Linked DNA regions of Mus musculus: all the other regions are linked to region 1. Evidence: chromatin contacts called from public promoter capture Hi-C data. All regions are on one chromosome and are shown on one strand. Each heading gives the region's core, a stretch centred on a gene start, on an enhancer-like site or on the middle of the called end of the contact. The rest is flanking DNA. Distances are from core to core; before and after follow the strand shown. Region 1 holds the start of Ptdss2 (phosphatidylserine synthase 2). Region 2 holds the start of Slc25a22 (solute carrier family 25 (mitochondrial carrier, glutamate), member 22). Region 3 holds the start of Cracr2b (calcium release activated channel regulator 2B). Region 4 holds the start of Taldo1 (transaldolase 1).

Evidence for each region. Promoter capture Hi-C pulls out the DNA fragments that hold promoters and counts their contacts. Capture Hi-C pulls out chosen DNA fragments and counts their contacts.
Region 2: a contact with region 1 is called in a promoter capture Hi-C map of liver. The contact joins the promoter of Slc25a22 here to the promoter of Ptdss2 in region 1. A contact is called at or near these places in 2 of 39 promoter capture datasets (the C10 cell line and pre-B cells), 2 of 484 Hi-C or Micro-C datasets (CD8 T cells and embryonic stem cells) and 2 of 9 other capture datasets (adipose tissue and liver).
Region 3: a promoter capture Hi-C map of erythroid cells shows a contact between it and region 1, with 2.8 times the contacts expected there. The contact joins the promoter of Cracr2b here to the promoter of Ptdss2 in region 1. A contact is called at or near these places in 2 of 39 promoter capture datasets (erythroid cells and pre-B cells), 1 of 484 Hi-C or Micro-C datasets (cerebral cortex), 4 of 115 datasets of contacts at active chromatin or transcription factors (embryonic stem cells, memory CD8 T cells, microglia and 1 more) and 2 of 9 other capture datasets (adipose tissue and macrophages).
Region 4: a promoter capture Hi-C map of adipose tissue shows a contact between it and region 1. The contact joins the promoter of Taldo1 here to the promoter of Ptdss2 in region 1. A contact is called at or near these places in 6 of 39 promoter capture datasets (the C10 cell line, cranial neural crest, hematopoietic stem and progenitor cells and 2 more), 5 of 115 datasets of contacts at active chromatin or transcription factors (the SCID.adh cell line, embryonic stem cells, large pre-B cells and 2 more) and 3 of 9 other capture datasets (adipose tissue, liver and pancreatic islet).

The regions. Positions count from the first base shown.
Region 1 is chr7:141,128,251-141,134,034 of GRCm38.p6, forward strand. It overlaps Ptdss2 (phosphatidylserine synthase 2), which reads left to right and starts at 3,036. Exons shown (of 12, transcript NM_013782.4): 1 at 3,036-3,267. The coding sequence starts at 3,152.
Region 2 is chr7:141,435,594-141,441,551 of GRCm38.p6, forward strand. Slc25a22 (solute carrier family 25 (mitochondrial carrier, glutamate), member 22) reads right to left here and starts at 2,281. Exons shown (of 10, transcript NM_026646.3): 1 at 1,976-2,281. Pidd1 (p53 induced death domain protein 1) reads right to left here. Exons shown (of 16, transcript NM_022654.2): 5 at 5,882-5,936; 6 at 5,580-5,781; 7 at 5,383-5,508; 8 at 5,093-5,272; 9 at 4,865-5,012; 10 at 4,638-4,773; 11 at 4,410-4,560; 12 at 4,199-4,322; 13 at 3,978-4,096; 14 at 3,785-3,898; 15 at 3,485-3,684; 16 at 2,520-3,254. The coding sequence ends at 2,996.
Region 3 is chr7:141,459,191-141,464,541 of GRCm38.p6, forward strand. Cracr2b (calcium release activated channel regulator 2B) reads left to right here and starts at 1,904. Exons shown (of 10, transcript NM_001025103.2): 1 at 1,904-1,999; 2 at 4,194-4,382; 3 at 4,460-4,571; 4 at 4,941-5,103. The coding sequence starts at 4,221. It overlaps Pnpla2 (patatin-like phospholipase domain containing 2), which reads left to right. Exons shown (of 9, transcript NM_001163689.1): 8 at 1-99; 9 at 199-1,553. The coding sequence ends at 478. It overlaps Gm10575 (predicted gene 10575), which reads right to left. Exons shown (of 2, transcript NR_152219.1): 2 at 2,291-3,073.
Region 4 is chr7:141,389,231-141,394,476 of GRCm38.p6, forward strand. Taldo1 (transaldolase 1) reads left to right here and starts at 2,930. Exons shown (of 8, transcript NM_011528.4): 1 at 2,930-3,088. The coding sequence starts at 2,992.

The DNA of each region.
Region 1 (5,784 bases), core at 1,786-4,285:
CTTTCTTTCTTTCTTTCTTTCTTTCTTTCTTTCTTTCTTTCTTTTTTGGTTTTTTCAAGACAGGGTTTTTCTGTATAGCCCTGGCTGTCCTGGAATTCACTTTGTAGACCAGGCTGGCCTCGAACTCAGAAATCTTCCTGCCTCTGCCTCCCAAATGCTGGGATTAAAGGCCTGTGCCATCGCGCCCGGCTGGCAGGCAGATATCTAATAGAGGCCAGCTTAGTCTGTAGAGTGGGTTCCAAGATAACCACCACTACAGAGAAACCCTGTCTTGGGGGTGGGGGTGGGGGTGGGGTGAAGAATTAAAAGGCACAAGCAGGGGCAGGGGGCTGGAAAGATGGCTCAGTGGTTAAGAGCACTGACTAAACTAACTCTTCAGGAGGTCCTGAGTTCAATTCCTAGCAACCACATGGTGGCTTACAACCATCTGTAATGGGATCCGGTGGCCTCTTCTGGTGTGTCTCAAGACAGGGACTGTATGATCATACATAAAATAAATAAAAAAATAAAATCTTTTTTTTTTTAAAGGCACAAGCAGTAGACTTGGCTGGTAAAGAAAGGCTTTTATTAGGGTGAAGAAGCACACGGGGTATTGGGTTTCAGACTGGGGGTGGGGGTGAGGGGGATGGAGGGGGACTGACTGATGCTGATGCTGTGAGAACCTGAAGGCCAGATGGGCTTTGTAAATATGTACCTCAGCCCCTTATCCTAGGTCTGAAACCCAGCATCAAGGTACCAGCTGATAAGTTATTTCTCCACCAGTGAAATGAGCCAATTCAAGCCAAATTAAAGTACATATAAGCACAGGTACACTGGGAAACTGCTCTTGGATAGGAGGGTTCACTGGTACCAAGGAAGGGGGCTAGGGAAGTCACCATGGAAAGGGAGAGAGCAGGGAGTAGGAAAAGAAAGAGAGAAGAGTGCATGCAGAGAGAGGGAGGGTAGAGAGATAAGAGGGAGAAGAGAAGGAGGAGGAAGAAGGAAGAAAAAGAAGAGGAAAAGGAGAAGGAGGAGGAGGGGGGGGGTGGGGAGGAGAGACCAAAATATCTGGCTAAAGGGCAGCCCAGCCCCTGAACTGGAAAGTTCAGAGTAGCAACGTGGTATGCCAGGTAGGGACTGAGGGATGCTGGGAGAACCTGGAAGCTAGATGTGCTTTAGTATGTAAAATATGCACTTCAGCCCTTGTCCCTGGGTCTAAAACCCTGCACAGGTCACCTAGAAAGACCCTCTGCAGATCTAAGGGGGCCTTCAGGAGCCCCTCTGAAGCCCTTTTTTGAAGTCCCTTTGAAGGCTGGGTGGTTGTTTGTTTGAGACAGGATCTCACTATATATCCCAGGCTGACTTGAACTTGCTATGTAGATTAAACTAACCTTCCAAACTCACTGAGATCTGCCTGCCCCTGGGACCTGGAATGAAAGGTCTGGACTACTGGTGCCATCCATACCCAGCAACACAGGCTGAGAGCTCCAAGGATCTCTGGGGGGATGGGGGGTCTTACTCCTCTAATTTATGGTTTGTCAGTTTGAACAATGACAGGGAGGCTGACAAACCCACGACTTTTGGGCAAACATGTCCTGATCTGGCCTTGAGCTTGTCTGGACTGGTGACCCTCCTGGTGGAGAAAAGGTTCACCAAGGCCTTTCTTTTAAGCTGCTAGACTTTTATTTCAGGTAAGGAGGGTGAAGAAGAAACCAAGAGTCTGCCATCTTATTGTTTATTTGTTTGTTTGTTTCAAGATAGAGTTTTTCTTTGTAGCCTTTGTTTTCTAGGATCTCATTATGTAGACCAGGCTGCCCCAAACTCACAAAGATCTTCCTGCCTCTGCCTCCTGAGTACTGGGATTAAAGGTGTGGGCCACCGCTACCCGGCTGAATTTTGTCATCTTCAATATCCAATAGGCTCTCTCTTCTCTGTCTGCCTATCAGGGAATCTATCTAACTCCTAATCTCACGTGAAGGATAACCACAGACTCCCTGATATATATACCTCCACCTCAAAGTGCTGGGATTGCAGGCTGGTGGCACCACAAGCCAACACATCTGAGAAAACTGAAGAAGGACCCACACTCTCAGACAAGAAGCCCATTCCCTACCTCTGGCAAAATGTAAGTACTCTCAGCAACTAACCATACCAGTTTCAACTATCCAACTTGACTGGTCCTGCTAATTTAGTCATTAATTTTTATTTACGTTAAAGTTTGAGACAGAGTCTAGCCTTGGCTGATCTAGAGCTCACAGTGTGTAGACTTGGATGGCTTCAAACACATATAGATCTTCCTGCCTCTGATACCTGAGTGCTAGGATTAAAGGACTATGCCATCATGTCTGGCAATAATTTATCTAATTTATCTATCTATCTACATCTATTTATTAGTGTATAAGTGTTTTGGTTGAGTGTATGCATCTATACACCAACTGTATACAGTGCCCTAGATACTAGAAGAGGGCATTGGAGCCACTGCTGCTATGTGAGAGTGGAAACTGAACTCCATCCTCTAGAAGGTCAGGCAGTGATCTTAACTGCTAAGCCATTTCTCTATCACTATTTCATCTTATTTATTTATTCATTCATTCATTCATTTTCGAGACGGTTTCGCTGTGTAGTTCTGGCTGTCCTTGAACTCACTCTGTAGACCAGGCTGGCCTTGAACTCAGAGACCCGCCTGCCTCTGCCTCCCAAGTGCTGGGATTAAAGGCATGGGCCACCAGTGCCCGGCGCCTCCTTTTTTTTTTAATTCAAGGTTTGAATAACTCAGGCTGTCCTTGGATTCGTTCAATCCTCCTGCCTCAGCTTCCGGAGTTTAGTTTGCTTGGCAGGGCTGTCTACCACAACAGTTTAGGTTGAGTCTCTTTTGCGTCCCTATCCCCAGAGATTATATGTCTTCGGAACTTTATCAACACCAGCCAGTGCCAGCCGGCTTGTACAGTCTCTGTCAGGCGGAGCACGCGGCCGGTCTCCTAGCAACCGGACCGCGTCCCTCCCACCGGGCAGTTTAGGGCTTTCCAGCGCCCAGCATGCCCTGCGGCCCGGCGCGCACTACGCGTCCCACAATGCCTCACGGCCCCGCCCCACTCCCGCGGAGACCCCGCCGGGCAGCACTGCGACCCCAGCCCACCGCCTGCAGCCTACTGGGCTGCGCAGGCCGGGCGCCATGCGGAGGGGCGAGCGCAGAGTCGCCGGAGGCTCGGGATCTGAGTCTCCGCTGCTCAAGGGCCGCCGCAGCACCGAGTCTGAAGTCTACGACGATGGCACTAACACCTTCTTTTGGTGAGGGTCTCCCCGCGTCGGGGCAGGAGTTTGGGACAGACAGTTTAGATTGGAATCGGGAACCGTCAGGGCCTGGATCAGCCAGGGGAGCGCCTCACTCCCTCCGGCCCTCGTGGAACCCCCCGTGGTCGTCTCCGTATGAGATGTCGAGTGTTTTTTCGGATCGGAGGAGCCCCGGGATGAGCTCTGGAAGGCCTGGCCACTACATATTAGTGACTTTTCAGGTTTCCCTTTCTGGGGGATAGCTGTTGTTCCCCTGCTCTTCACCCGTAACGTTGCCCTGAACTGGCCTGGTGGGCATGGCATATCTGTATGGTAGATTTTCCTCACAGCTACCCTTTTCAGTGACCCTTGCTTGCACAACTCAACCTCTGACAAGTTTTGGGGTCAGGTTGCCCCGTCTGCCTTTCGTGGAGTTGAGTGCGTAGGAATTGCAGGTGTTTTGCTTCTTTGAAGGACCATGCCACCGCCCTGGCTGACCAGGTGTAATCCCATGACCTTGGGCTAACCCTTCACCTTTCCTTGTTTGTGAGAAGGAGCACGCTTCATGAGAGGAATGGCTTTGCTTTTATTTCAGGCAGCCAAGTTTCTACCCACCTATGCGACACTGGAGTCCCAGGGTGGGCCCTACAGGCAAGTGACACCCAAGTGCACAGAAACAAATGTGTTCCCACTGGAGGGGATGTTAAGTGGAAGTTGCTCTGAGAGAACAGAGCTGTGGCAGTGTCCAGAACACATTTGATCAGAGAGAATCCTGGTCTGGAAGTGTTAAGATAATTCAGGAGAAGGTGCCATCACACAGATAGGGTCCTCCAAGGGACTCTTGTGTATGTCAGCTTGTATCTCTGGCTTGCAAGTGGGAGTGGTAACTGAGGCACTGGTGAGATACAGTTGAAATAGCAGGAAAGTGGGTTGGGTGTGGGAGATAGCTTTGCATCTGGACCTTATACTATTAGCACCTTCCCTGGGTTATGGACAGCTTCTGCAGTGAGAGCCAACCAGAGCTGCTTTTCAATATGATTCCGTCTAATGACTGTGAAAACATTAGAGGGAAAAGAAGCAATCCCAGCACTTGGAAGGCAGAGGCAGGTGGGTCTCTGTGAGTTTGAAGCGAGCCTGGTTTACATAGTGAGTTTCCAGTACAGCCAGACCCTGGAGGGAGCGAGAGAGGGAGAGAGAGAGAGAGCGCGCTTGGAAGCGAGCATGGGGCAGTTGAAGTTGTGGGTATGGTGCCAGAGCTAGTGCCGATGGCCTTCTTTGACCTTTGAGGTCCTTTGGACATTAAAATGGCCTATAAGTCGGGCTGTTGCAACCCCATAAACTAATCTGAAGACTGATCCCATACCCCATTCTTCTTGACTGGACATAATGGCCTCTAACCCCATAACTGACCCCACACCATCTCAGTCATATCCTGGATGACAGGACAAAGAGGAATGATGCTTACAAAATCCCTGACCCACACCTGGTTTTTTGTTTTCATAAACCGTGCACTGCCTTACTTCAGGGCCAAGAGATCTTTGTGGCAGGAGCCTGTTCCTGGTTGCCTACTTAAATAAAGGACTCCAATTGGCCTTACATTCATAGCAGTCCGTGAATTACTCAAGTGGGTTTTTAAACATCAATTCTCTATCAGGTAGCCTCCACCATGGCTCTTGGACAGGAGAGAGGCGGGACTGTCCTTCAGTGCAGGTGACGGCCACTGGACTGAGAATTCTGGAGTGTGTTGCTGGCTTGCCTTTCTTGCTTTATAGTCATTTATTCATTCAGCCATTCTTCAGTGTGTATTTTGGGGACTTTTGCTGAGTGTCATTACTATCTTAGGGGATAATATCAGGAAACTAAACAAGAGCTCTGATTCTGGCACAGACCTGGAACTTTATTTATATAAAGTTTTATTTTGTGTGTATTGATGTTCTGCCTGCATGTGTGTGTATAAAACCTGTATGCAATGCCCCTAGAAGCCAGAAGAGAGTGTTGGGTCCCTTGGAACCATAGTTCCAGACGGGAGCTGCTGAGTCGATGTTAGGGACCCCATCTGGGTCCTCTGGAAGAGTAGCCTGTGTTGTTAACCTCTGAGTCAGGGCTCCAACCCAACCCCCTACCACGGGATCTCACTTTCTTTTCTTTTCTTTTCTTTTCTTTTCTTTTCTTTTCTTTTCTTTTCCTTTCCTTTCCTTTCCTTTCCTTTCCTTTCCTTTCCTTTCTTTCTTTCTTTTTTTTTTTTTTTCCCCAGATGGGGTTTCTCTGTATAGCCCTGGCTGTAATGGAACTCACTTTGTAGACCAGGCTGGACTCGAACTCAGAAATCCACCTGCCTCTGCCTCTGCCTCCCGGGTGCTGGGATTAAAGGCGTGTGTCACCACGCCCGGCTTGGATCTCACTTTCTAACCCACTCCCACCAGCATGGAATCTGTGACAGTTTGAGAATTGGTAGTCTATTCTTGGGTCTTAGAGCATGGTGCTTCTAGTGAGCCATCTAGGAGAGTTGGGGCAGAAATCACCAGTACATCCGTA
Region 2 (5,958 bases), core at 1,031-3,530, 310 kb after region 1:
CCATAGGGACTCCAGCTCCGGGCCACTCAGTAGGTTTCTATCTGGAATAAGCACAGATCTGTCTACAGCCCTGGAGCCCCAGGGAATGGGATACCCTGTATGGACCCATCAGTGCTTTTGAGAAATGGGTCAACAACCAACCACTGTGCTGTGAGATCTGAGTGTACCTATCAGGGAACTTCAGGTTAGGGCACAAGAAAGTAGACCTGTCCTCTGGAAAGGACAAGGAAGGGATGCTTGACCCTCAAAGGCCACCACCACCAAGCACAGCAGGCCCTGCTCACCTTTTGGGACCAGAGAGCATGGAGGCGGTACTCCAGGTGCCCTCTGACCTCTGCATACGAGGGGTCTCAATGGAAGAGTGCCTGTCCCTCCTAGCCCTTGTGTGTGGCGCAGGCCTGACCTTTGAACTGTAGTCTGACTTCTTGCTCTCCACGCCATGCTCCAAGTGTAAACTAGATACAGCAGCTCTCCGCTACTCCATCTTTAGGAGAAGCCCCATCCTTCCTTATGCCTCTACCTTCAGTCTGCTGTCCCTGAGATGCTATCTCCTACATATCTGCGACCTGGGGACTTGGGTATTGTGTGTATCCTGGAAGTCAGACAGACAGTCTGAAGTCCATGGGGAAGAGCCAGGTAGGCACTGAGATCCCCAGGGCTTAGTCAGCCCTGTACCCTGAACTAAACAAAACAGGCGGGACACCAGAGAGAACAGTTGCTGAGCTGAGAGCAAAGGGGTTCTGCTGCCTGGAGCACCACACAAAGGGAACCGTCTGGTCTGTTTCCCGCCTCCCCCACCCAAAGAGTTTGGTTTTGATATAGGATTTTTTGAGACAAGATTGCTCTGGTTGAACTCACTGTGTAGAACATGTAGACCTCAAAGTCAGAGATCTGCCTGCCTCTGCCTCTTGAGTGCTGGGATTAAAGGCATGTGCCACCACCACTCCTGGCTTGTGTGTGTTGTGTGTGTGTTCTTTAATTCTCATCAGTTTGAGACACATGTCAGGGCTCCCTCGATGCTGTCTATGTTACCATAGAAACCTGATTGTCCAGTCAGGCCACTGAGGATCCAGAGCTTTCTGCCTTCTTCCCCTGTCAGGCCACAGGCCAACTGAGAAAAGCCCCGTTAGCATACAGAGGCTAACAGCTCCATACAGTTTCTTCCTCAATTTTCATGAATAAAGCTGCCTGTTTCCTACCTAAAAGAAATGCTGGTGACACTGGAGGCTCCCTCCTTTAATCCCAGCCCTCTGAGGCAGAGGCAGGTGGCTGTCTGTGAGTTCAAAGACAACTTGGTCTATAGAGAATTCCAGAACAACTAGCTCCACATAGAGAGACCCTGTCTGGAAGAAAGAAGGGGGGGGGGGGAAGAGAAGGGAGAGAGAGAGACTGGACTGGGGTTGAGCCTCACCACTTGAGTGCCCTTCCCCCAATCCAGTCTCCCTTGCCCCTTCCTCTTAGGGAGGTTAGCTTTGTCTTGCTAGCTAGGAGGACCACAAAGAGGTTTCCCACAGAAAGGTACTCCAGCTGTCCTACAAAGGAAAAGCAGTATGGGGCACATCCTCTGTTCCAGGCCAGATCATGCCCTTTACCCCAAGGTCCGGGCTCAGCTGGCCTCGTTATCTCCAGACAGACAACGCGGACTCTGACCATATACGTGCCCACGCAAGTCCAGTGGGCTCTCACGTGTGCAGCACCCCCCACCCCTGGCAGAAATAACTCCAGCCTCGGCTCTGGAGCGTCCACACTGCTGGGACACGTGTGCGCGGGGAGCGCGCCCGGCAGAGCCGGGACCGAGCACGGCCTTCCACACCCGGAGACAGCCGGTCGATGTACCCATTAGGTTCAGGCTCCGCCAAAGCCGCAGTGTCTGAGCAGATGTCACCTCTCCCAGCCACCAATGCCACCCTTTTTCCTCCCTGCAACCCAGCCAGATTTGAGTGGGCGCCACGGGAAATGACCGGCTAGCACTCACCACACTGCAGCCGCCGGGATCGCTTCCCCGCTGTGCCGCGCGCGGGGCCTGCACCTAGGCGGGGAGGCGCGTCTCTCGGAGGCGCGCCCGCTCCGCCCTAAGTTTTTGCTGCCTTCGGCTCCCCCTCCCGGCCGGCGTGGCCACTACCACAGCCTCAGGCCACCCTTGAGGGAGTGGGCTTTCTGGCGTATCCCTAGGCCCTCCTTGTTCCTATCTCAAAGCCCTGAAAGACTGAGAATAGGTAGGAGGGAAGCATGGGGATGGGACGGTCTGGGGAAGGTTTGGTCCCGGAGCTTTAGGAGAGATGCTCCTTAGACACCGCCCATAAGACTCTGGTGGGCAGGGCTTATGCAGCATTCTGTCACAGATGACTTTGTATCCTTACCTGCTGCAGGGTTACTATGTAGAATAGTTCCTCCCCACCCCTGGGGAATATTACTCATCAGTGCCTAGAGATGGCTCACTGAGCAAAGGTGTTTGCAACCAAGCCGAGTGACCCCGAGTTCATTCACATAGACGGGGGAGAATGATCTCTGCAAAGGTATTCTGTCTCACACACACAATAAATAGCTTTTATTTTATTTGTATGGATGTTTTGCCTGCATACTTGTCTGCACACATGTGTGCCTGGTGTCTGTGGGGGCCAGAGGAAGGGGCTGACCCTTCAGAACTGGAGTTACAGATTGTCATGAGCCATCAGGTAGGTAGAGGAAACAAACTAGGTTCCCTGAAGGAGCAGCTAGTGTTGTTAACTACTGAGCCATCTCTCCCTCCAGGCCTTCTCTGCTCCCATCTTAGCAGAAGGGCCTGGCATGGTAGCAAGTATGGGCAACCTGCTCTCTATCCTTTATGTAAAACAATCTCTGAGATGTACTCACTGTGAGTTGGAGGCTAGCTTGGGCTAGACAGTGAGTGGGTTTTTGTATGCTGGGGCACTGGAGCACACGGGTGAGGTAGAAGGATAGGGCTCTGCCCACTGGTCGAGTCAAGTTTAAAGCTATCTTAATTAAGTCTGTAAGCCTAGGCCTGTGCAGACTCTGGAGTCTGTGAAGCCGAGGTGCCAGGCAGAGTAGAATCCTCAGGGGCCAGCCCTGTGCGTCGAATGCTGTCCTGGTACTTGTGGCGGCCAAGCTCCAAGATGGCACGCACCTCTTCAGCCACATCCCGCCGATCACTCTGTTCCAAGGCCTGTACCAGGTGTCCCACAGCTCCAGGCTGTCCAGTCTGGCGCTCAGCCCAAGAGAAGAGCATGTGTCGGACCTGGCCATCCAGGTCATCCCTGGAGGGGTGGTGATGAAGACGTTTGCCCAGGAACACACACAGAGGCTCAACATACCTCAAAAGTTCCTTGGGCTAGTGACCAGACCCTCCTTTTCCAGGCTGGTATTTGCTCTATCCCCACCTCCTTGAAATCTTTCAGCTAATGTGCAGGGGTGGAGGGTGGGGGAGATGTCAGCCTTGAACCTGAAGCTGGGAGTCAGCAGGATCACTAGAACTCCTGAAGCTCACCTGAATTCATGCCGGATACGCTGTAGCTTATGGTAGGGCATGCCTAGGTGCAGGGCCACAGCTGGCCAGTCAGGACCTAGGCGTGAGGCCACACTCAGCAGGTTGCTCTGAGTCAGGAATCCAGTTTCTGCATCACCCAGGTTCAGAGGCATCAAGGAGAAGTCAGTCCCCTGCCCACTCCCCTGGGCACCCCGGAGTCTCTGTCAGGAGGCAAGGATACAGAAAGCTTGGACCCATTCTCTTATCTTTGGTCACCCTGGGACTGTCTCCTCTTGTCAGCTGAAGCCTCTGCAGCCTCACCGGTAGCTTGATGGGCAAGGTGGCCATCCACAGTGCATCTGTACCCTTCCTCTGCCGGGCAGCCTCTGCCTCTGCAGGTACCTCCACAGGAAGTGAACCCCGATAAAAGGACACCTGAGGAAGGAGCATGCGGGGTTCAGAGCTGACCTCGGATCCAGGCACCTCAGTCCAGGATCCTGACACATGAGCCCACCTGTCCTCGAACATCCTGAGCTTCCCGGTCCAAGGCTGTGGTGATGTATACCTCCTTTACGTTCTTCAGGTGTGAATAGAAGACAAAGCAGATTCTGCCATCCACACAGTCTGGACGGTCTGGTGGGGGGGGCGGGGGGTTGGGGGAGGCAGGGGGGAGAAGCAAATCAGTAGGAGGGGCCAAAGTGTCACTCCCCAGGGCACCCTGGAAAAGAGACCTACCTGCATCTACATCAATGCCCCGCTCAAAGGCTGCAAAGAACTTCTCACCCTCAAACATCTCCACAGTCTCAGAGGGTTCAGGGCCACGGTAGCGAACCAGCAGCCGACTCAGGGTGGCATCTACCTGTGGGGCACCCACCAGGGATCAGAGGCCAAAGCTTTGTACCCAGCCTGGCCTTCAGGTCACCCCTCTGTCTTCCTGCTGCCCCACCTTGTTCCGTGGCAGGCACTGCAGCAGAACCTGCTCAGGGTCTCGGCGCCTCTGCAGTGCAATGAGATTCACACGGTGCAGTCGCAGCCGTTCCCAGGCCTTCCGGGCCAGGCCCCCCACACAGGTTTTGGTGGTATACCAGAGCCAGTACCTGGAAGTGCCAGAGTTGAGGTGTGGCCATACAGAGGAAGGGCAGAAGGGGTCCTGCGGAAGCTAGGGGACACTGACCAGGAGAAGTGCGTGACCTGGAAGCGTGCATACAGGTGGGTGAATTCCAGTGCCACCTGAGTGGTGATATCATCCCAGGTGGTTGTCAGGGGTGTTCGGTAGAGCAGATGCAGGTGGGAGCGGTCTAGACTGAAGCCTGGATGGAAAATGACAGAAGGCTGAAGCCCCTCTGAATGCTATTCCCCCCTCTAAGCACCCACCTTTAGTCCTGTGGCGTGCAGCTTCACCTGTAACGCCAGGAGGCAGGGGCAACTGCACAGTGACAGGTTGTAGGAAGCTGGGGGGGCCGCTCTGTGAAAGGCACAGCAGAGGGCTTACTGATGCCTCTGATTCTTCCAGAAGGGTTCTCAGCTCTAGTCCAGCCATATGCACTACCTAGACAGAGAACCATTTCAGTGCCCTCCTGTCTGCTGAGGCACCACCTCCCGCCACCCTTGGTACTACCCTGTCAATACCTGCATGGAGACTTGCCGAGGCTCTTCTGTAACCCCAGGGGGAAAAGTGACTCTGACCCCAGGATGACCTGAGGAGCAGAGAAGTGCTCCCTCTGGTGGCAAAAGGCAAGTGTTGGATACTGGGCGTAAAACGACCAGGAACCAGGAGAAGTGGGGCACCTGGCAGCGAGCCCAGAGCCTCTGGAACACGGGGGAAGAGAGAGTCAGGGCAGGAGACAGTGGGCAGGGTGGGTGGTGTCAGGGCAAGCTGCTCCTTTCCCCTCACTCCCAAAGGCCTAGGCAGCTGTCACCTTGGGTGCCTCTTCCTCCAGTTGGGTCTCTAGGTCATTCCAGGTGTTGTTACTCCGTGTCCTCACAACTACCTCACGACAGCGACGGACTCGTGGAGGGACAAAGAGCAGCCATAAGCTCACATCCTGTAGGCCACAATAGTGTGAGACGGGGCCAGGACTAGGCAATACCTGCTCCCTACCCATCCTGGACATACTTGCTGGAAAGCCACCCCATGGGGCTGCAGCTCCAGGACACTACTAAGCAGGAAGTCATGAGGTCCCAGAGAGACCAGGCCTGGCTCGGGCAACCAGAGTCGATAGTGGATGGTGACAGGCGTGGTGGTGGCTCCTGCTGGAAACTGTAGGCGGACACCACAGGCCAGGGTCACAGAACAGCCATGGGGAGTCACAAGGAAGCTGAGTAAGAAGAGAGGTAAGAGGGCTGAGAGACAAGGTACCCCAGTGTGGCCTGGGAGGCAGGGGAGACGATGTGTTCTAGCCACATTCCCACCAATACCTGTCCAAATCTGAGGTCAGCAATAGCCTGGGCATTTCTGGAACCTGGGATATGTCTGCACAAGGGACAGGTGACAG
Region 3 (5,351 bases), core at 654-3,153, 330 kb after region 1:
CCCTGAAGATATCCGGTGGATGAAAGAGCAGACGGGTAGCATCTGCCAGTATCTGGTGATGAGGGCCAAGAGGAAATTGGGTGACCATCTGCCTTCCAGGTGAGCTGCTCTGACCGCCTGGCCCCCTGGGTCCTGAGTCTTGGAATGGCAGATCTCCACTAAGCCTTCCTTTCCTCCATGTCTCCTCCCCACCTGCAGACTGTCTGAGCAGGTGGAACTGCGACGTGCCCAGTCTCTGCCCTCTGTGCCACTGTCTTGCGCCACCTACAGTGAGGCCCTACCCAACTGGGTACGAAACAACCTCTCACTGGGGGACGCGCTGGCCAAGTGGGAAGAATGCCAGCGTCAGCTACTGCTGGGTCTCTTCTGCACCAATGTGGCCTTCCCGCCGGATGCCTTGCGCATGCGCGCACCTGCCAGCCCCACTGCCGCAGATCCTGCCACCCCACAGGATCCACCTGGCCTCCCGCCTTGCTGAGAATCACCATTCCCACATCGCCCGGCTACCAGCCAAGCTCCAAGTTGTCCTGCCCCACTAAGAGGAGCCCCGGGGTGGAACAAGATCCTGTCTGCCCCGGCTCTCCCCCTTACATGCTGTGGAATGAGGACATAGGACCCTGCACAGCTGCAAGTGGGCTTTCGATGTGAAACCTTTCACCAGCCACTCACTATGCTACTCCTGGTGGGGAGGGATGGGGAGTCGCCCTCCCCCGGAGCCCACAGAGCCCTCCCCCGTCACGTCACCTGTGCCTTACTCCTGCCCACCACCTTTTCAGTGCAGGGTCAGTCTTAAGAACTCCACATCTGCTGCTGCTCCCTGGTGTCCAAGTTTCCTTGCAGAGTGTGTGAAGAATTATTTATTTTTGCCAAAGCAGATCTAATAAAAGCCACAGCTCAGCTTCTGCCTTCCTCACTTCTGCATGTTACCCTTGCCTCCGACTGTGGTCAGCAGACAGAGCTTTCTCCCAGTGAACTGGTGTCTCAGTAGCTAACAGTTGGGCTTCACGGGGTTCTCTGAGTCCTGGCAGCTGGGGACCGTCTCCTAAGGTCAGTCCTCTGGCAAGGACACATGTAAGCTGCTCTGTTCTCTCTGAGGCTTGCTGCCTGTCTCTTGGGCCAGCAGATATGTTTGGGAGTTTGAGCCCCTTAGTATCGATAAAAAAACTAAAGTGGTGGGTTAGAGTTGCTCAGCCGTTGAACAGCTGTCTAATATGCACCAGGTCCGGATTCCATCTCAAGCACTAGGGGGAAAATGTTTACAAAAGGTGTCACCCACACATCCGCTCCTCATGTGACACAGCGAGTGAGGGCGTGGATCCCTGTGAAGGGCGAAGCTTCTGGAACTGCGGTCTGGGGACCCGGGAAGATTGGTTCCTGACCCATACTGGGGCATCTTGCCCAGAACTTTGTGCTTGGCTCCTCTTTCTTGGTTGTCACATGCTCCACTGCCAGGTGCATATGCCCTTTCCTGTACTGTAACCATACCTGCTTCCCGCCAGAACCTTGGGAGAGATCAGAAGTACTGAGGCAAAGTAGAGTTCACCATGGTTTCCTGAAGTATCCTGTGCTGTGTTTGTGTGTGTTGTAATAGTCTTGGAGGAAGGGGAACTCTGAGTGGGGGTGAGCTTAACTGTCCAGTTGGAGGACTTAGCTTAGTCCTCCGAGCTCAGCACCCACTTGCTCCTCCCAAAGGGGTGGGCTTAGCTGTCTATTTGTAGAACTTAGCTTAGTCCTCCGAGCTCAGCACCCACTTGCCCCTCCCAAAAGGAGCACAGTGGCTGCGGTTGCAGCCCCTAGCCAACAATAACGGTTGTTCTGGTTATGGGACCTGGGACAGCAGGACTGGGCGAGCCGGCCAGGCAGGTCCCTGGCCTAGGTGCCAGGGGCCGCCCCTTGTCTCCAGGTCCTGTCCCATACAGCAAGCCTGTTGTGGTTCTGCTTGAGACGCACAGGGCCCCCAGCGCCTCTGCAGCCTGTGATAGCCAGGCCAGCTTTTCAGGTCAGTTTGGGGGCTTGGTTGGGGGCATACTCTTGGAAATAGATGGGTTTCCTCTTAAGTAGGACTTTGGCAGCATCTTCAGAAGTTCCTCTAGGCCCAGAGAAGCCCCCGATTAGGACTGTGCCCCATGAGGAGTGCTGAGGGCAGACTGAGGTGGTCTCGCCCGGTCCCATACTCACTTCCCCCACACAGGAGAGCTGCTAACTTATATGTCATTCTCTAGTATTAAAACTTAGAAGACTCTAAATTGGGAAAGTAAAGAAAAGAAAGTCTAGTGTCCACAGCCCTGGATACAGCCACTGAAAGTATTTGGTTTATTTCCTGCTCCGCATTTTCCTACACAACACTTCTTGGCACCCTAAGTCTGGATACTCCGGGCGGGGTGGGGGTTGGCATCTGCACCTCCCCAGCCTTGATTTTGTTCTAAAAGGGTCTTGGGGGGAGCTGGGGAGATGGTGGGAGTGAGGGATACAACTTTGCTGCCCCCTGTGGCTCTCCGGGGAGAGCTAGCCACTCTGGGTCGGGTCACCAGGATAAGAGAGGCGGGACAAAACTACAGCAGCGCTCTGGTGGAGGATCCACCCGGACGTGCTATCCCGGGGTCTCCGGGCCTGTAAGGCCGCAAGGTCGCTCTGGGTACGCGCCCCTCGCGGGCTATCGGGGTCCAGGCAGGGGCGGGGCGCGCCGCGCGCGTTTCCGGGAGGAGCGGCCCGCCTGCGGCAGGTGCGGCGGCGCGGCTCGCAGGTAGGCATTTATTTGCTCGCAGGTCCCGCGACTGGGGTCCCAGCGCCGCGCCCTCTGGGCTTCCCCACCCCCAACCCCGGGCCCCTAGCTCCAGTGGTCGCACCTTCCGAGCGCTGTGTAGAGCAGCCATCGCACGCATCTCTGTCTGGAACGGCTGTGTTCCTCGGGTGAAGGCAGCTAGCCCAGACGTGCGTGGATGAGATTTGCCTGTGGGCCCACCCGCTGCCTTTCGTCTGGACTCCCTGGAGCCTGGCGGCAGCGCGGCTTCCGGCCAGGATGGACCTCCGGTCCCGAGGAACACTGGAGCGGTTGGTGGGGTGGTGACCGTGCCTGGTTGAAGTGAGGGTAGCCATCAGGGGTGCCAATGATTACTCCAGGTTGCCCTACCATGCTCTTCCTCACGTTTGCTTGTTGTTCCTCCTCCCACCCCCCGAATATGGGTAGGGGGAAGATGACCTCAAAGACTGAAAAGTGAGATAGGAATCGGTCAGTGTCACCGAGTTGTAGCTTTGGGAAATGTGGGGTTAATACACTGTGGGACTGACAGGTGGCTCTAATTAGAGGTGGGATGTCCATTCCAGGAGGTGAGAGGGGAGGCCCCAGGGGAGGAGAAAGCTGCAGAGACTGTGTTAAACCAAGATGTGGGGGTGTTTCTTAAAAGCTGTCCAGTGCCCAAGCCTGGGACCTTGCACCTGCACCCTTAAGGCCTGCCTGAGTGGCAGGTGGGAGGGACTGATGGAGTTTACTCGCAGCTTGCTTGCCAGCTGTCAGAAGTCCAGGGTATCACAGGCTCAGGCCTGAGGCTAAGGACTTGGTCTTGGTCAGAAGTGGTTTAGCTCTCAACCTTAGGCAGTCCTAGCTTGGGATCTCCCAAGTCCAGGATGTGGCAGACTCTACTCTCTGTTCACTACAGAATCTCTGCTGGCTGCCAAGAGCTTTTACTGTTGGAGTAAGGTCACACTTTTTTTTTTTTTTTTTTTTTGGAGACAGGGTCTCACTATATGGCCCTGACTGTCCTGGAACCCACTTTGTAGACCTGACTGGCCTTAAAACTCACAGAGACCCACCTGCCTCTGTCTCCTGAGTGTTGGGACTAAAGGCATGCACCACTAACGCCTGGTCACACTTTCTTTTTTTGTTTTGAGGTAGAATCTCTCTATGTAGCTCCGGATGTCTTGGAACTTGCTATGTAGACCGGCCTGGCCCCAAACTCACAGACAGAGATCTGCCTACCTCTGCCTCCCGAGTGCTGGGATTAAATATTAAATATTAAATATGTGTGCCACCATACCCAGCTCACTTCCCTTTCTTGCACTGGCTTCTTCCTGGGATTCAGCCTTTCCCAGAATCTCTACTTCCTGAGAAGCAGCTCTGGTACTGGGTCTGCTTCATGCCATCGCAGTGACCCTGGAGCGTCCCTGTCTCAGCTGAGCTTTCCTTTGCTTCACAGCACCTCCAAGAGCCAAGGCTCGCTCCTATGGCCAGCCCTGGGCTGCCTGGATCTGGGGAGGGCCAGGAGGGAGAGGAGACAACAGGGGTCTCGGCAAGGCATGGAGTAGAGGTGCTGCAGCAGGCCCAGGAACTCTTCCTACTATGCGACAAGGATGCCAAGGGCTTCATCACTCGTCAGGATCTGCAGGTGAGCCCCAGATCCAAGAGGTTGCTAGACCCAAGGCCGACCTTTGCTGCTCACCGTGGTCCTTCTTGCCTGGTCAGGGTCTGCAGAGTGATCTTCCACTTACGCCTGAACAGCTGGAGGCTGTATTTGAAAGTCTGGACCAGGCCCACACTGGCTTCCTCACAGCCCGGGAGTTCTGTCTAGGCCTGGGTGAGCAGGTCCCAGTCACCTGGAGACCCTCTTCAGGGTGCCCTGAGACCTTATGAAAGCCTGTGCCTTTCATTCACAACTTCCTAGCCATTCTGGTATCTACAAACAGGCGCATTCTGAGCTGTACCTCCCACAGCTACTCTACAGTGGATGGGCTGCCCTCCCCCAATCCCTTCTCTGCCAACCAAGGTGGGGCGGGGGAGCTGGCTGTCATTTCCCATTCCCAGGCCAATAGAACCAGAACAAGGAAGAAAAACAGGAAACTGGGCCCTGAGAGTGGGCAGGATATGTTGTATGTGGCTGGAGGGAGTTGGGTAGGTCCAGGGTGCTAACCCACAACCCTGATATTCTCTCCTCCCATGTCTGCAGGGAAGTTTGTGGGGGTGGAGTCGGCCCCAGGTGGGTCCCCCTTGAGGACTTCTGAGGAAACCTTTGAGTCGGGCACAGGGGGCTCTCTGGAGGAGGAGGAGGAGGATGTTGAGACATTCTACACTTCCTTGGAGAAGCTAGGAGTGGCCCGGGTCCTGGGCGAGTGAGTTGAACCCCACTCTCTTTTTGAGAATGTTTCCTCTTCTTTTCACAGTCTGTCCACCTTGCCCACCTGTCTGTTGTTACAGAACCCCTAGGTCCTGTCAGTCCATCCCTTGTCTGTTGTGGTTGTCTGGGAGAGTGGCCTGGCGTGATTTTCCTCGGAATTTGCATTTCAGGAAGCCTTAGCTCTGCGGGGCGGGGTGCCACCAGACACCTTAGGCACGCACTGGCCCAGCACTTGGTATACAG
Region 4 (5,246 bases), core at 1,680-4,179, 260 kb after region 1:
TCTTCCAACTCACTGTAGATTCTACCTATTGGGCTAGTGAGTGTTGTGTGACTTCTGAAGAGATTCCCTCTGACAGCACTATCCTGAACCAAACTGCCACCATCTTTATCAGATCAGCTGTGCCCATTTGCAAAAGAGCATCGTAGCTATGCTTGCTGAAGGTTGGTGGCGCCTTCATAGGAGGAGAGGGTGGATTAGACGCTCACCTGAATATCCAGTCATTCTCTCCAACCTGTTGTAATTCAACTCTAACTGCATGGGTCTCAGATCCCAAAAGGGTTTAACGTATATAGGCTGGGAAGGACTAGGGAACTCCATCTGTGCAGCCATGAGAAAGCCATCATCCATGGGGGATGCAGACTTTCCAGTGTGGATGCAGTGGGCTTAACCATGCTCTTGTCAGGAACCTTACTCTGTAAGAAAACCTGATAATGGGGCTGGATAAATGGCTCAGCAGAGAAGCGCACTGGCTGCTCTTGCAGAGGACCTGGGCTCACTTCCCAGCACCCATGAGGCAGCTCACAACTGTCTGTAGCTCCAGTTCCAGGGGATCCATGGCACCAGGCATGCATGTGGTACACATATCTGTGCATGCAGGGAAAATACCCATACACATAAAACAAAATAAATAAATCTTTAAAAAAAAAAAAAGCCTGCTGGGCAGTGGTGGTGCACGCCTTTAATCCCAGCACTTAGGAGGTAGAGGCAGGCATGAGTTCGAGGTCAGCCTGGTCTACAGAGTGAGTTCCAGGACAGCCAGGGTTACACAGAAAAACCCTGTCTCGAAAGACAAAAACAAACAAACAACAACAACAAAACCCCCAATAATTCATTGCTTTCCCAAGGGGAACTCTGGTAGACTCAAACTTTATTTTTTGTCACTGGGGCCTTACAAGGGAGGAGTAGGTGGGAGGTAGTCCCTCAACTCAAGGCAATAATTGTCTCAACAGATATGAACAAACACTTACCCTAATTAGGGCACTGATAACAGACCAAAGGAACAACCGAGTCCTTGTTCAGCTTGGGGAACCAGTGAATGATTGTCACAGGAGCATAGGTGACACAAACATCTGCTTCCCCAACAATGACCACCCTGGGATAGGTGGTGACTTCCTGAAAGCTGATAGGTGGAGCCCCCTTCAATTAGCCTAGTCCTCTAGCACAATGGTTCTCAGCCTTCCTAATGCTGCAACCTTTCAATGGAGTCAGTTCCTCCTTTTGAGGTAACTCCCAAAGATAAAATTATTTTTATTGTTACTGCATAACTGTAATTTTGCTACCATGATGAACCAAAATGTAAATATCTGATATGCGGGCTATCTGATATTTGACCCCACCCACAACCACCTCTGCAAAAGGGTTGTGGCCCACAAGTTGAGAAACACTGCCCTAGAGGCAGCCTCTGTGGCCCCTAGTATATAAAAGTCCATCTTCCAGTGAACTTGAATAGAGTCAGCTGGAGCCAAGTATGGTGGCCCCTGCCTGTAATCTGAGCACTTGGAAGGCAGGGGCAGGAAGACCAAGAGTTCAAGGCCAGTCTCCTTTCAAAGAAAAATCTATTTTTAAAAGATACTAAAAAAAAAAAAAAAAAAAAAAAAAGTGTGTTGGTTACTTTTTTTTGTCAACTTGACACAGCTCGGATTTTGCAGGAGGAGGGAACTTCGAATGAGAGAATGCCTCTGTCCTCAAGATTAGCAAGTCAGTCGGCAAGGCTTTTTCCCTTTGGCGAGTCTGGAGCTCCCTATGTAAACCAGGCTGGCCTTGAATCCACCTGCCACTGCCTCCAGAATGCTGGGATTAAAGGTCTGTACCACCTTGCCTGGCTCCGTTTTTAAGAAAAAATTAATTTTAAGATTAATGATTGATAAGGGAAAGCCCATAGCACCACGGTGAGTGGTGCCATCCCTGAGCAGGTGGTCCTGGAAGTTCAGGGCTGTAAAGAAAGGAGGCTGTGCAAACCAAGGGAGGCAAGCCGGTGAGAAGTTTTCTCCAGGCGCCTTTCTTGCAGTCCTTGAGTGATAGATTGTTACTTGGGAGGGTAAGGTACAATCAACCTCGCCTAGTTGCTTTGGGTGGTGGTGTTTATCACAGCAATAGAAAGCAAACTAAGACGAGTGGTAAACAAAATATTAACAGAAAATATCCGGCATACACATATATGTGTAATAGCTTGAGCCAGCATATTCAAAGAACTGCAAATCAATAATGGGAACACTGTAAAAGAAACTGCCCTTACTATTTTTATTCATGACTGAAGATTCAATTCCCCATCTCAACTTTCTCAAACTGCTGCTTATTCCAGACAGACTTCCAGCCAGGGGAGATGCAAAATCATGGGCAAGGGAAGGATCACCCAGCAGCTTAAGGCAACACCAGAACCACTCCATCTGGGAAGCGGAAACTGGTGGCTTTGCCAGAAGTCGCCCATGGGGCCATACACCTGTATTGATTCTCAGACTGTGCTTTAGCTTGTCTGCCTGTAAGCAGGGGCTGCACCGAGCTTGACTTATCGCGATCAGCAGAGAGGGCGCAGCTCCCAGTCCCTAAACTGGGAGTAGGGGAGTCCCACAGCTGGAGAAAGGGTGCACTTCTGAAGCCCCTGTAGGGAATGCACAGTTGGAGGCAAGGACCCGCTCAAGGATTAGCATGGGTGTGGAGCGAGAGCGCTGCCACCCATCCATCCGTAGTCCGTGGGGTCTGAGGCTTACTGAGCGCGCGTCTCAGTAGAATCCGTTGTCTGTTCATTCTACGCATCCGAGCTCTAGAGGGGTACAAAGAATCCACTCTCCTTGGACTGGTAGAAACTAACCACTCGCTACTGGGGAAGAGAACTCCGACCGTGACACGGGGCGTGGTCTATGGCAAGGTCTCCAAGTACATGGGCGGGGCTCGTCGTCAGGCTTCATTTAGCTTTGCTTTGATTGGCCAGGACGCGCGGGGCATTGTGGGTTAGCACGCACCGGCTACCGCCTCAGCTGTTCGCGTTTCGCCATGTCGGGGTCCCCGGTAAAGCGCCAGAGGATGGAGTCCGCCTTGGACCAGCTCAAGCAGTTCACCACCGTGGTGGCCGACACGGGTGATTTCAATGGTAAGAGGACGCGGTGCATGCGCCCTATTTAAGCTGCTGCGCCCCCAATTTTGGAACCAGCACCGGTGTGGGTGTCAGGGGCGGGGCCTCGCGGGCGCTGGAGCTGGGATTGGTGAGTTTGCGGAACCTTCAAGGATCAATAGCTCCTGGGCTATTGGTGACCCTGGGAGCCCGGCGCGAAGCCTCGGTGGGTAGAGGTAGTCCGAGAAAGTCTCCCTGACCCGGGGTGCCCCCACCCCTACTCCCAATTCCCTACGATGACACAGGCTCAACTTTGGAGCCAGTGCAGTCTGCAAGACTGGACACCATCTGCTTTTTGCAGCCTGTTGCACTGGTTTTCCACATGCAGCTGGTTACTCTCTATGGGCAGTACACAGCATGGCTGGAGTCAGACCAGTTGCACACACTAAATCAAATGGTTATCATTGTCATACTTCCTTCTCTTTTGAGACTGGGTCTCACAGTGTAGCCACAGGCTGTTCTGGAACTCCTGGTAATCCTTCTATCTTAGCCTTAGTGCTGGATCAGGCAGTGCCACCATGCGCAGCTCCAGTACTCAGATTTTCCTGGACTTGGTAGGGACGCGGAAAACAGGTGGAAAGACTTGTGCTGTTAGTCTTGCTCTCATCCTTGGAGGGTGGTGGAGGTGATCTCACATGTGCTGTGAGAAAGACTTTCAGGAAATGCTCCGTGTGAGCTCAGTACAAAAGCACTTCTGCTCTTTTCTGCTTTCTCACGGTGACTTGAGAAACAGGCTTTAATTCCTCATGAGTAAGTGCATTGTTTATCTCTCAGAGAGTCGCAGAGAGTGATTAGGCATATTTGGGCTGCTTAGCTATAAAGGACAGACTTGATGTGGGTCTAATAGCAAACCCGTCTGACACAAGCTGTGTTCGTCAGCTTCCAGAAATCCATCTGGGAGTCCTAAGGTTTTTCCACTGTGTGTGTAGTGCAGAGTTTACCGGCTAATGTTTGTGAAGAGAGCAAGAGACAGGCATGGTAGCTCACACCTGCATTTGGGAGGCAGAGGCAGGCACATCTTTATGAGTTGGAGGCCAGCCTGGGCTACATGGTTCCAGGCTAGCCTGAGCTACATAGTAAGAGCCTGTCTCAAACAACAACAAAGAGCCAAAGAGCACATTCATTGACAGTGTGGCTTAAAACAAATAATTATAAACATTGTCAGATTCAAAATCTATTTTATATACTTTATTTATTCAAAGTCTTTTTTTTTTTTTTGTCAGATGGTAAAGGTTTCTTTTGGTGTTTATTTGTTTGAAGACAGGGTTTCTCTGTGTAGCCCTGACTTTCCTGGAATTTGATTTATAGACCAGGCTGGCCTCGAACTCACAGAAATCTGCCTGCCTCTGCCTCCTAAGTGTTGGGATCAGCATTGTGCACCACCCCTGCCCAGCTGTGGTGAGGGTTCTTCACCCCTTGGGTATCACAGGCTCCTGAAAATAGAGTTTCCGAACGCTTTTGACCCCTTTCATTTTCCTCTGAACCTCAGGGTCTTTGGGCCTTAATGCTCAGCTGGGGGTGGGGTGGGGAGGAGAGGGGAGGGGAGGGGAGGGGAGGCTAGAGCTCAAGCTCTGACATCACACCTGCTAAAACAGCTGCCACTCAACTGTGTCCCCAGCCCTGGGTCTGTAGGGTTTTTTGTTTGTTTTGTTTTTTGTTTGGGTTTTTTTGTTTGTTTGTTTTTTTCGAGACAGGGTTCTCTGTGTAGCCCTGGCTGTCCTAGAACTCACTTTGTAGACCAGGCTGGCCTCGAACTCAGAAATCCACCTGCCTCTGCCACCACTGCCCTGCCAGAGTCTGTAGTTTTATATGATAAAAACTGTGTTTTCTGTGCACCCTTCAGTGGATTCACACCTCAGCCAGCACCACTCCAGAGCACATTTTCCCCTACTTACTTCTTATTTTGAAATAACCTCAAACTCCTGAGATGTTGCAAAAGTAGCCCATACACCCTTTGCCCCGTTTCCCTAGTGATGTCCAAATCAGGAAGCAAGACAGCAGAACGAGCCACGCATTGCGCTGCCTGCGGGCTAGGCCTGCTCTGGTTATCTCTGCAGCTGTGTCATAACTCATAGACTTAGGCTGTCACCGTGACACAGAGCTATCCTTGATATCAAAAGACATTATGTGCCTGGTG